Regions from separate parts of the Mus musculus genome. Here region 1 is linked to region 2. The links are chromatin contacts, called in public Hi-C maps. All regions are on one chromosome and are shown on one strand. Each heading gives the region's core, a stretch centred on a gene start, on an enhancer-like site or on the middle of the called end of the contact. The rest is flanking DNA. Distances are from core to core; before and after follow the strand shown.

What was found. A called contact is a pair of places that touch in the nucleus more often than the background predicts.
Region 1: a Hi-C map of bone marrow-derived macrophages shows a contact between it and region 2, with 30 read pairs. The contact joins the enhancer-like site here to the promoter of 4930488B22Rik in region 2. A contact is called at or near these places in 3 of 39 promoter capture datasets (embryonic stem cells and maxillary cranial neural crest), 7 of 484 Hi-C or Micro-C datasets (astrocytes, bone marrow-derived macrophages, cortical neurons and 3 more), 17 of 115 datasets of contacts at active chromatin or transcription factors (bone marrow-derived macrophages, craniofacial prominence, embryonic basal ganglia and 11 more) and 1 of 9 other capture datasets (bone marrow-derived macrophages).

Annotation. Positions count from the first base shown.
Region 1 is chr1:184,436,609-184,441,810 of GRCm38.p6, reverse strand. No RefSeq gene overlaps it. Among named protein-coding and RNA genes, the nearest start is that of Gm34229, 7.1 kb to the right of the region's middle. Within about 2 kb of position 2,145, at least 6 of the 459 cell types and tissues checked have an H3K27ac peak or open chromatin away from gene starts, as enhancers often do. A contact at or near this core is called in bone marrow-derived macrophages and pancreatic cancer cells, where this site is marked.
Region 2 is chr1:184,709,704-184,715,617 of GRCm38.p6, reverse strand. 4930488B22Rik (RIKEN cDNA 4930488B22 gene) reads right to left here and starts at 3,121. Exons shown (of 3, transcript NR_040627.1): 1 at 2,324-3,121; 2 at 2,100-2,212.

The DNA.
Region 1 (5,202 bases), core at 896-3,395, 270 kb after region 2:
CCAAGATGGAACTCCTGTTGAATTCCTGTATTGTGCTTACTATACACAACCAGTATAACATTAATACAATATAGCCACTGTTATTTATCAAATCCTAAATGGCATTTTCACTTCATCATTTAAAATGAGCCCTGTGACATTAGTAAACTCCCTTTGGCTCTTTGGGCATCCATTTTTACCTCTATAAAAATACAAAGAGCTGATAAATCAGTCTCCCGTGCTTCCTACAGCGCTGCCTGCTACACACCTCCACACCCAGCGTCTGTGGCCATTGTTCTGATTTGGATGTGGTGGGGTAGGCAAGCAGAATCCACAGTTGGGCCCCAGTCTTGAGTCAGCCAGCGGGTTCAATCACTTCCGCTTCCGCACGGTAACTGGAATGACTCAAAAGAAACCCGATAGACCAGATGAGCTCAGTTTTCACTTCCTGCTCCAACTGACTTCACAAGGCTTTTATGAGCAATTAAAAGACTAGGGAGAAAAGAGAAGGCGAATCAAAGGCCCTAGTCCGTCCATTCACAAGTTGAATAATTACCCGAGTCATTAGTAAACTGTCCCTCATTCCCCGTTAGCTTGTGCCCAGCTTCCGCTCCGTAGAGTGCCTTTAAACTTCCATAAGCTTGGCACTGTCAAGGAGGTGGTGGACCCTCTGTGAGGGCAGCAGCTGAAAGCAGCCCCTCTGGATGGGATTCCAGGAGGAAGAATGACTCGAACAGAGCCACGCCTCCTTACATCCTGCATTCTGGTGGGAATGCATGCGCAGTCTCGTAACTGCTATGCGTGACAGTATCCCAGGAGACGTTCTCACACCCGTGGTCATAAAACCTTTTACACTTATTTATTGGTTATAGCGAATGGGTTATGTGAACTGAACAACTTTAATACTTTGATCTGACTAAATTAAGAAAGAACAGGTTTATTACCTATTTTGCTGGCTTACTGATTAAGGATAAAACTTTAATACAGTATAAAAACTGAGGAAGGTTTCGTATTAAGATCTAGTCTTTGGGGCAAACAACTCTCAGACTCTCTCTGATTAAGAAAATTTGTATTTTTCTTTTTTAGATACATTCTTTTCTCACTCCAGGATCTTCAAAAAAAAACTACACTGCACAACATTTTTTTAAAAATCATTTTAAAGACGGGATCTCAGAATGCACTTGGCATCAGAGTCACTCAAATATGATTACTGAGCCTCTTGACTCAGTTTCCCCAGTGTTAGGACCATAGGTGTATGTCTGACTGCAGCCACCTTGAAGAATAGTTAATTGGTATTTTTCTGATGCATCTTTGTAAAAGACAGATTACTTCTCATGCCAATGAACTGGCAGGTTCTCCTACCAGAAATCACTGGAAGGATTTCTCATTCTGTGTCCCAATTAGACTTTTATTGCTGTGATATATGCCACTACCAAAACCAACTTGGGAAGGAAGGGATTTATAATTTATAGTTTCTCATGAAGAAAAGTTGGAGCAGGAACCTGGAGGCAGGAAATTACAGAGATCATGGAGGAACGATTGCTTACTGGCTTGTTTTCCATGCCATCCAGTACCACCTGCGTAGTGGTGGCACTACAAGGGACTGAGCCCTCTTACAGTGAACATCAGTCAAGAAAATGCCATAGAATGGGTGGTAGCCTAAATCTGTGTGTATGTGTGTGTGTGTGTGTGTGTGTGTGTGTGTGTGTGTGTGCCTGTGTGTGTATTATGTGGGTGCATGCATGTGTGTATGTGTGTGTGCCATTGTGTGCATGTGTATGCCTCTGTGTGTGTACTTGTGTATGCATGTGTGTGCATGCATGTGTATATGTGTATGCATGCATGTGTGTATGTGTGTACGTGCACACGTGAGTGCATACCTTTGACCCAGCTACTAGCTGCCTTCATACACTTAAAAAAGGAATACTTACTCATTAACCAAACAAGTTCTAGAAAATAATTATTCACTTAACACAATAAATGGTGACTTCCTTGCTGTTTCCACTCCATTGCTGTTGCTGTGAACAAAAACAACATGCTAAATGGAGACTTAAGAGACCCCATGGGACCAATTGATGCCACGTGACTTCCTCCCAGCCTTCCCTGAAAATAACTATATTATAATGGTCTGAGATATTAATATCAGCTTTGGAAAAGTTAGGCAATAGCTCCATAGGGAAGGAAGTGGCCCGAGCAAGAACTGTGGAATGTGCAGTATTTGACCAGACGTGAGGCCACATATTTTTTTATAAACTGCAACACATAGTTAAATAAAGTAGGGGCACCAAATGAGCTAGTGGGTTAATTAGGGTTCAAAGGCCACCAGGGTAGTCGATCTGTAATCTCAGACTCCAAGATGTGATTAATAGGAAAGAGTTTCAGAAATTGAAATTCTCAAAAAAAAAAAAAAAGTAAAAGAAAGAAACCTTTTCCAAAGCATCCTCCCCACCCCGAATTTCTCTGTAGGTCTCTACCCACCACAGAGACAGGATCTTCCCTGCTGGCCTCTGTTTGTGTTGGAATTAGACGTGGGATGGGAGTGGTGGGTGCACACCCCAAGTGTTTCTGTGGCTTGATAGGTTTTTGCAGTGCTAGTAAAGTGAGCAGATCCAGAGGGCACATGGGCCACAATGCTGGTAGCTCAGTTCAGAGCCCCTTCAAATTCAAATCGCAGGCAGAAGCCCCACCCTGACCCTGGGACCCCATGCTCTCTGTAAGGTTCCAGAAACAGTTCCTTTCTTGTGGCTCATTGCGTTCTCTCCTCCGACTATGCCAGGAGCCAGTCAAAGTCTTGGGTTCTAAATTGCTGAGGTGCTTGAACACCACTCAAGGGTGGTCCCCAAATTCATAAAGCATAAAGATTCTCCTGGGAACAGATGTCTGTGGTGTGCTTAATTATCTAGGAGACATTGCTTCAGGCAATTATCTCTGTCTAATTCCTGGACAGTGGCCGATGGTTTGGCCAGATGGTCAGAGGCTTGGAAAGAATAACATTTGAGAAGGGGTGATGGGTACACTCAGGGAAGATACTGGATGCACGCCTTAAGATGAGCTCAGTGGATGAGACTTCATTCATCGGCAAGTTCACCAAGAGGCTCCACTGTGGAGGCAGCTTTACCACGTCAGAAAGACCAAAGGGCTTTTCCCTCATAGAGATCTTGTCTAAGTCTTTTCTTGGTCTGATGGAGAGGTTCAGATGATGGCAGGGATAAAGGCTGTGCAAAAATCTAGGTAGCAGGATCTTCCTCTCAGCATGGTGACCTAACAAGGGCCAGAGTTAGGTTCCAACTATGTAGAAGGAACAACCAGGCCTGAGCAGGAGGAAGATATTGACTTTAAAGAGCTTTAAAGCAAGCCGGGCTTGGTGGTGCATTCCTTTAATCCTAGCACTTGGGAGGTAGAGGCAGGTGGTTTTCTGAGTTCGAGGCCAGCCTGATCTACAAAGTGAGTTCCAGGACAGCCAGGGCTACACAGAGAAACCCTGTCTCAAAAAACCAAAAAAACCAAAACCAAAACCAAAAACAACCCAAAAACAAAAACAAAAAAAAGAGCTTTAAAGCGGACTATATTATAGAGTAGAAATTATGCCCCCATCAGTTATATATACATCATAACATACTTGTGTTATATTCTCTGGCTACCAATTTCATCAAATTTTAAATCCTTCAACATCATGAAGTTTTAATCTTTTTGTGCTGTTGCTTTATAAGCACCATAGTCAGATCAGTATCAAATTTCAGTATTTCTTGAAACAAAATTTTGCTCAGTAGAATCAAATAAGCTTTTGAGATAGGTGAGAGACTGATGGGCCTAACTACAGGTCCCACTGACCATAGCCTGACAGGAAGATGGATCTTCAACTCAGATATATTGTCTGCTGAAGGCTCTTAGAAACTTGGAGCGTTGGTTAGGATGGAGGCTTTGCTTTGAACTTATGGAGAATGAGTGGTACCCTTCCTGCCTGATTTGGGACCCCATGAAAAGAGATTGCTGAATTATTATTCGGGGTTGATGGACCCAGATTTCTAAAACAGGACAGGAAGAGGCGTGGCACCTCCTCTTGCACTGTCAGCTAGAGCAACTGAGGTGACCAGGAGATGACTGGAAACTAACTCAGGCTAGAACAGCAAGGACTCTCAGCTGCTAAATGGTTACATGTTGCCCTACTAAGCGCTAGCTGGGGGCAGTTATGACAAAGAATGGCTGTAGAGGAAAAGTTGGAGCACCTGCGGTAGTCTCGTCAGCTTGTAGGAAGGACTCATGTGCGTGGACTGTGTTGGTCATGGTGTGTTCTGTGGTCTCTTCTGACTGTAGGAAGGATTCTTGTGTGTGTGGACTGTGTTGGTCATGGTGTGCTTTGTATTTATTATCAAATGTGGAAATTCAGATGAGGTTGAAATAGGAGGAGTAGACACTGGCCAAAGAGCTGAGGCATTTGCTCTTGGAATGAGTAACCCAGCACTATGTTGTTGCTATTACAGTGGCTTTGTTTTAAGTTACAGAAGGTGGGGTCCCTATACTGAAAAGAAGGGTGTTTAGAAGGACACCTTTGAGAGGGAATGTTGATGAGATTATAAAGCAGTCTACGTAGACTTCAGTAGCCATGACTAATCTGAACACCCTTTCTCTGGGAGAAACGCCACGATAGGTGAGATCCCAGGAGCCCACTTTCCACTAGAGGGACAAGGAAAGCAGGTACCTCCCATTCCTGTTTCCTGAACTCAGTGCATCCTCATGGCTTATACTTGCTCAGTCCTGTTCAATATGTCCTCTGTATCTAGAAACCCAACGAATGGTGAGATGCAAAGGTCTCGAGTTAGGCTAGGGGAACATACAAAGGCAGAGTCAGAAGGGCCAAGGTCCCTGTGGACAATGTCCAGAGCTCATGACACTTTCAATGGGTATGGAGTTTCAGGTCTGGGACTTCCCATAGGCTCCTGTGGTGCCCATGCACGGATCTGACACATGGCTAATAAGATGGCAGCCACTATTCTTGCTAAAGACAACCAGGGTCACATCCTGCTCTTTGTGCAATCTGGTGGCTCCCGATGGCATTGATGCTGCTTCAAAGATGTCTGGTTACTTTGAGTTTCACGTGACATTCTTCACCAAAGATTGTTTACCCCCTGGCTTTCCAAATACAGTGGTCTAGCTTCCTCTACAAGCCCTTATTTCTGAGGACATGGACTGTTTTTTCCTTGACACAGGTTGAGGAGACAATAT
Region 2 (5,914 bases), core at 1,872-4,371:
TGTAATCCTGGACAGCTTTTGTAACTTTGAACTCTAAGCTTCGGTTCACTTGTTGCTGTTGTTTTGTTTTTAACAAATTAAAATTGAAAATAAGTCTTTTTCATACAATATATTCTTTTTACAGTTTCTCCTCTCAGATCCTCCCACCTCCCCACTAATCCAACTCTTTGCTCTTCTCTCTCAACCCCCACCCCTTTTAGAAAACAAACAGAGGGGAAAAAATCTAAATAAACCAGAGTAAGATACAATGAAGAAAAAAAACCCACAAAAAACCAAAACTGAAGAAAAAGAATGAGAGGCACAAACATATCAGGACACATGCCCAGACAAGCATAAATCTCAATCCCATCCAATCTGAGAAAAAATATATCTTTTTATTATCATCTGTCTGTCTGTCTGTCTGTCTTCAAAAGACAAGTAAGATTTTTTTTTAAAGGCGAGACAAAGCATTATGAGAAAAAAAAAATCTCCCCAAATACCACTGGGTTCGTGTTTTGGATTAGCCATCTATTGCTGGGTATGGTGCGTGCCCTTGAATGTGGTTTGTATACCAGTGAGATGCCATTGGAGAGAACTGATTTTTCCCTTTGCTGTCAGTTGGGGATAGCTAAGCTTCAGTGCTCCTCTAAAAACAAGCACAACAGAGGCAGGAGAAATAGCTCCTGGTTAAGAGCACTCCTCTTCCTGAGGACTCAGGTTAGTTCCCCATGTTAGACAGTTCCCAATGACCTGTAACTCCAGCTCCAGAGATCCACCATTCTCTTCTGGACTCCCCAGGGGCATTGCACTCATACACGGACATACACACAATTAAAAAAAAGTACTCTGAAAAATGCTGAAGTAGGAATAGTAGTAATAACCCTGCCCCTTCCAGGTGACTGTGAAGAACGCATTACATAGAGTTAAACAGTAACCATGCCTCTGTTTAAACAGCAACCACTCCTGTATCCATGATAGCTGTTTCTGCATATGTAAAGGGCAACAGTAAGCTGTAAGTAACAGTAAGCTGTAAGTAAGTTTAGTACTGGTGAGGGAGTCACGTTACTATATAACAATATTCAGGACATTTTTATTTGGTGAAGCTGGAATTCTCTACTATTAAAAATCTTGCCACAAGAGGCTCCCGAGACCCCACCTCTAACAGGGGGACTGCGGGTGGCTAATGGCTGCAGGAGAAGGGGAGGTAGTTTCCTTCAGTAATGTAGCCACTGGTGTGTTCCCCCACTGGATATGAACTACTCATTCTTATCCATGTCACCATGGGGCGGGGAGGGGGACACATCAAAATAGAGGGAGCTTTTGGGAAGAAGAAGGGCTTGAGAGAAAGTGGGTGGAGAGGAAGGAAAAGAGGGAGAGTAGGAGAAGGATAGAGGGAGGGGGGAGGGTAATAGAGGTGAAAAATACCCTAAATTCAGAATCCACTCGAATAAAGTTGTCAAGGAATGAAAAGCAAGGCAAAACCTTTCCCATAATTAATATTTTTATATTGATGGGAATCAAACCCCAGGCTTTGGACCAGAAATCTCTTCTTAAGAGCTAACCATCCTAGTTAAGTATTAAAGTCATTCTCTCAGGGCAGCTGGAGTAGTTGGGAAAGGACAGCCAGAGAGGCGACGATGTCATCAGGCCTCACCCCTTCCTTCCCTGCTGCATGCGCTGCACATACCCTTGCATTGGAGATGACCGGTGGCTTCCTTCGTGGCTAGTGAGGTGGGTCCTGTGTGGTCCACAGCTGCCTGTAACTCCTACTCAAAGGGATTTTGCTCCCTCTTTTGGTTTCTATGGGCATCATGCACCTGTGCCCATATCTCTCCCCCACCCCAAACACATAATTAAAAATTGAATAAAAATCTAAGATTAATACAATGGCAGTACTGCCTTTAGGTGCAACTTGAGATGGTATAGGCCTTAAAGGAAAGTTATTAACTCCCAGGACTGAAGGCTGACGGTGGGGAAGGGAGCTGCACTCAGGGATCTGTCTGAGAGGATCTTCATCCATGCTTCTCTCGGTATCTCCCTACACTAAGTCTGACTCATCCTGCTACCAAGCCTCTGTTCTTGTGTGTACTACACCAGCTAAAATCCACATGGTCTCTTACCCTAGGAAGATGTTGGATGACAATGATGGAATCCATAGGCCCCTCCTTTTGTCTGCATCAGCTGACCTTGATCCTTTGCCCTTTCCTGTCCACGGAGATTCCCTCAAAAAACCCTGAGTGAATTTGGAAAGAGGAAAAGGGAAACAGAAGATGAAATTCAGGAATCTATTACTGTACCTATCTTCAATTAGGGCACGAGTATGTTCTTTTATTTCCCTTCTTACCAGTTTACCAAGAAGCCATCTTCGAACTGGGGAGTGTTGACAGCTGTGGATCTCACCTGGACAGGCACACAGTTGATGACATCATTTCAGTCTTGACAGGATGCCTTCGTTTTACACGATGAACTCTGACCCTCTTGCGGGTCACGTCCCTCTTGGGGATTTGTTAGAATCCAGATTTAACTACCTCTCTACTAGATTTGCTTTTATAGATCTTCAGTGAGGTAGGGACTGGATATGTGGATGGTTAATGAGTATCCAAGGGGTTGTTATGATCAGACCAGTTTAGGAAATAGTGTAGTAGTGGTGGTGACGAGTGAGAAATGTCCTCACAGGCTCAGGTACTTGAATGTGTGGTTCCATGTGCTGTTTGGGAAGTCATGGAACCTTTAGGTGGTGCAGCCATGCAGGAGGAAGCACGCCACTGAGGGTGGGCATTGAGTGATCATGGCCTCAGTCCTCTCTCTGCTCTGTTTGCAGTGACAGAAGTGATTTTTCTTAGCTTCCCACTTTCTGGTCATTGTGTGTTATCACAACAGGAAAGCGACTGACACACTGACATCCTTTGCTGTGGCTGTTAGAGAACACAATAATCCCACCGGCTGGGTAAATGGCTCTGTAAATGTCCAGTGTTGAGGTTTCGCCTTTTACTGTCTATTGTAATGCTAAGTGTGGGCCCCCAAGACCTGGAGTCTGCACACAGCTCATGTGACCCTGTCCCCAAGTTAATTCTGATTGGTGAATAAAGATGTCAATAGCTGTGCAGAAGAGACATAGGTAGGGTTTAGGATTCCCAGGCTTGTGGGAGAGGAGCGCTCACTGGAGAGGAGGAAGGAAAGTCACAATGGGTTAAGGGTCAAGGGTCATGAGAACTACCCAATCAGAGTTAAGAGCAGCCCAGATGGAACATGGTAAATAGTAAGTAATAACTCAGGGTTATCAATAGTGAAGTGGATTCTAACAGCTTGGAGGTGAGGTATCCATCCGTTCAGCTATTGTGCTGCTTAAGGCTTGTAACTATGAAGGCTGTGAGTGTGTTTTTCATCCAGGAACTCAATAACCAAAGGTGGGGTAGAAACCTCGGCTGGGATTTAAATAATTTATTATAACACTCCAGAGGTAAGGTATGGATTTAGGGTGCTGATATCAATTTCAACTGTGCATTCTTTGTCATCCCCTCCCTTCTTCCGTCTCTCCATCCTTTTCCTCCTTTCAGGCTTCCATCTCTGTTTTATTTTCAATCGCGTGTCTTTGTGCCCTTGTGTCGGTCCCACTGAGGCCAGAAGAGGGCACCCAGTCACCTGGAACTGGAGTTACAGCTGGTTGTGAGCTGGCTGATATGGGTGCTGAGAACTGAGCTTAGGACCACAGCAGGAACCTTGCTTGCTTTTAAACCAGAGAGCTACCTCTCCAGTCCCATCTTCCCCTGTTTGCTTCCTTCCTCCCTTCTTCTCCTCCCCCCACCCCCCTCTCTGTTTTTGTGGTACAGAGGCTCACTCTGCTCAGGCTGGCCTGGAACTCACTTTGTTGCCAGGGTTGACCTTGAACTCCAAATGTTTTTGTCTCTGCATCCCCAAAGGCTGGGATTTCTGGCTCACACCTCCGGGCTCACTCTCCCATTTTTGTCTTCTCCTTGAACAAATTTTATTGTACTATTTAAGTATTATATCACAAATTATTATTATTTTTGCAAACAAAGTAGACTATAATAGAAGGAATTCTGGCAGGATGTAAAGGGACGGATTCTACGGGTCATTCTGAAGACACTTTTCGATGGACTGTTTCTGGAAGTGTGAAAGCCACCCAGAGATGTTTCCACAAGTCACAGCAGGCTGGGGAGGGAGTATCAGCTTGTTTCTTAGGCTACTACCCCAATTTAGCATCAACCTAGTGACTTAAAACTTCCTCACTTTATTGTCTCACCATTCTGGATGCCAGACATCTGAAATGAGTTTTTCAGGGTGAAGACATGGTGTTGACAGGGGTAGATCCTTCTGGAAGTCACAAGGGGAGAAATGTGCTTTATTATAGCTTCAGGTTGCTGCTGGCACTCCGTGGTTTATGTCCTTGTCACCTCAGTCCTGGTTTCTCTGATGACATAGACTTCTGTTCTGCATCAAATTTCCTTTGGGCCTCCTCATGTGTGTGTGTGTGTGTGTGTGTGTGTGTGTGTGATGTGTGTGTATATATGTATATACATGTATACATGTGTGTATGAAGGTCAGAGGTGAGCCTTGGGTGTTGCTTTAGACGTATTCATCTTATATGGTATGCATGTGGTATATGTGTGCATTGTTTGTATGTGTGTGTGTGTGCACATGTGTTTGCTTGTAGATGTTAGAGAAAAACTTTGGGTGTGCCGTCCTATCTATCTCTGCATTATTCTTTTGAGACAGGCTGTCTCAACTGAACCCAGAGCTATACCAGCAGCCAGTAAGTTGCAGGGATCCTCCTGTCTCCGTGCTTCACAGTGCCATGGATACAACCACATCTGTTTTTATTTCTATTTTTATTTTTTTAATGTGCATACTTGGGACACTCATGTTTGCATAACAAGTCCCCCCCCCCAAGTCATATTTCTAGCCCTCTTGCATTTGAGACAAGGTCTCTCATTGGCTGGGGGGGGGGTCCACCAATTAGGACAGGTTGGTTGGTCAATAAGCCTTAAGAATCCTCCTGCTTCTGCTTCCCCAGTGCTGGGATAAAGGTATGTGCCAGCACACTTGGCTTTAACAGGAACTCTGAGATCCATACTTGGGTCTTCAAGCTTGCACAGAAAGACTATTATTCATTTGTCTCCCCAGTCCTTTGCCTTTTATAAATGATGTGTGGTTTCATTCAGCACCAACACACAGACTCCAGTGTCAGCTGCCATCACAGGGTCTTTAAATTGATTACACCTGCATCCTCCTTTTCCAAATAAGGTAACCCTCACAATATTGGTAATACTGGGAATAGGGATGTGCTAATTAGTTCTGTCAACTTGATACACACTAGAGATACTTTAGAAGAGGGAGTCTCAGCTGAGAAATTGCCTCCATCAGATCGGCCTGTGGGCAAGCAGGAACATTTTCTTGATTCCTAACTGGTGTGGGAGGGCCCAGCTCATGGTGGGCAGTGGCGTCCCTGTGCAGATAGGCTTGATTTATTCAAAGAAGACAGCTGAACAGGCCAGAGGGAAGACTAGTGAGCAGCATTCTTCCATGGTCTCTGCTTCAGTTCCCGCCTCTAGGTTCCTGCTTGAGTTTCTGATCTGGCCTTCCTTGAAGACTAACTCTTCAAAAGCAAACTCTTTCCTCCCCAAGGCGTTTTTGGTCAATGTTTATCACAGCATCAGAGAGCAAGCAAGGTCAACACACTGCTTATCTTTGGAAACTGTTACTCAGCTTCCCATTCAAAGTATTGGATTGCAGTAGCCCACCATTGGGAGCAGAGGGCACAGAAACTGTCATGATGCAGATGGAAGGGGGAGAAATATCCTCATCTCTTGTTCTGGTTTCTGGCTGGAGAACCTTGAGAACTGCGGATGAGCATGGGGCTCATGGAAGTCATTCTTCTGGGCACCAACAAGTAGAAAAGGTAGGGAGTGGGTGT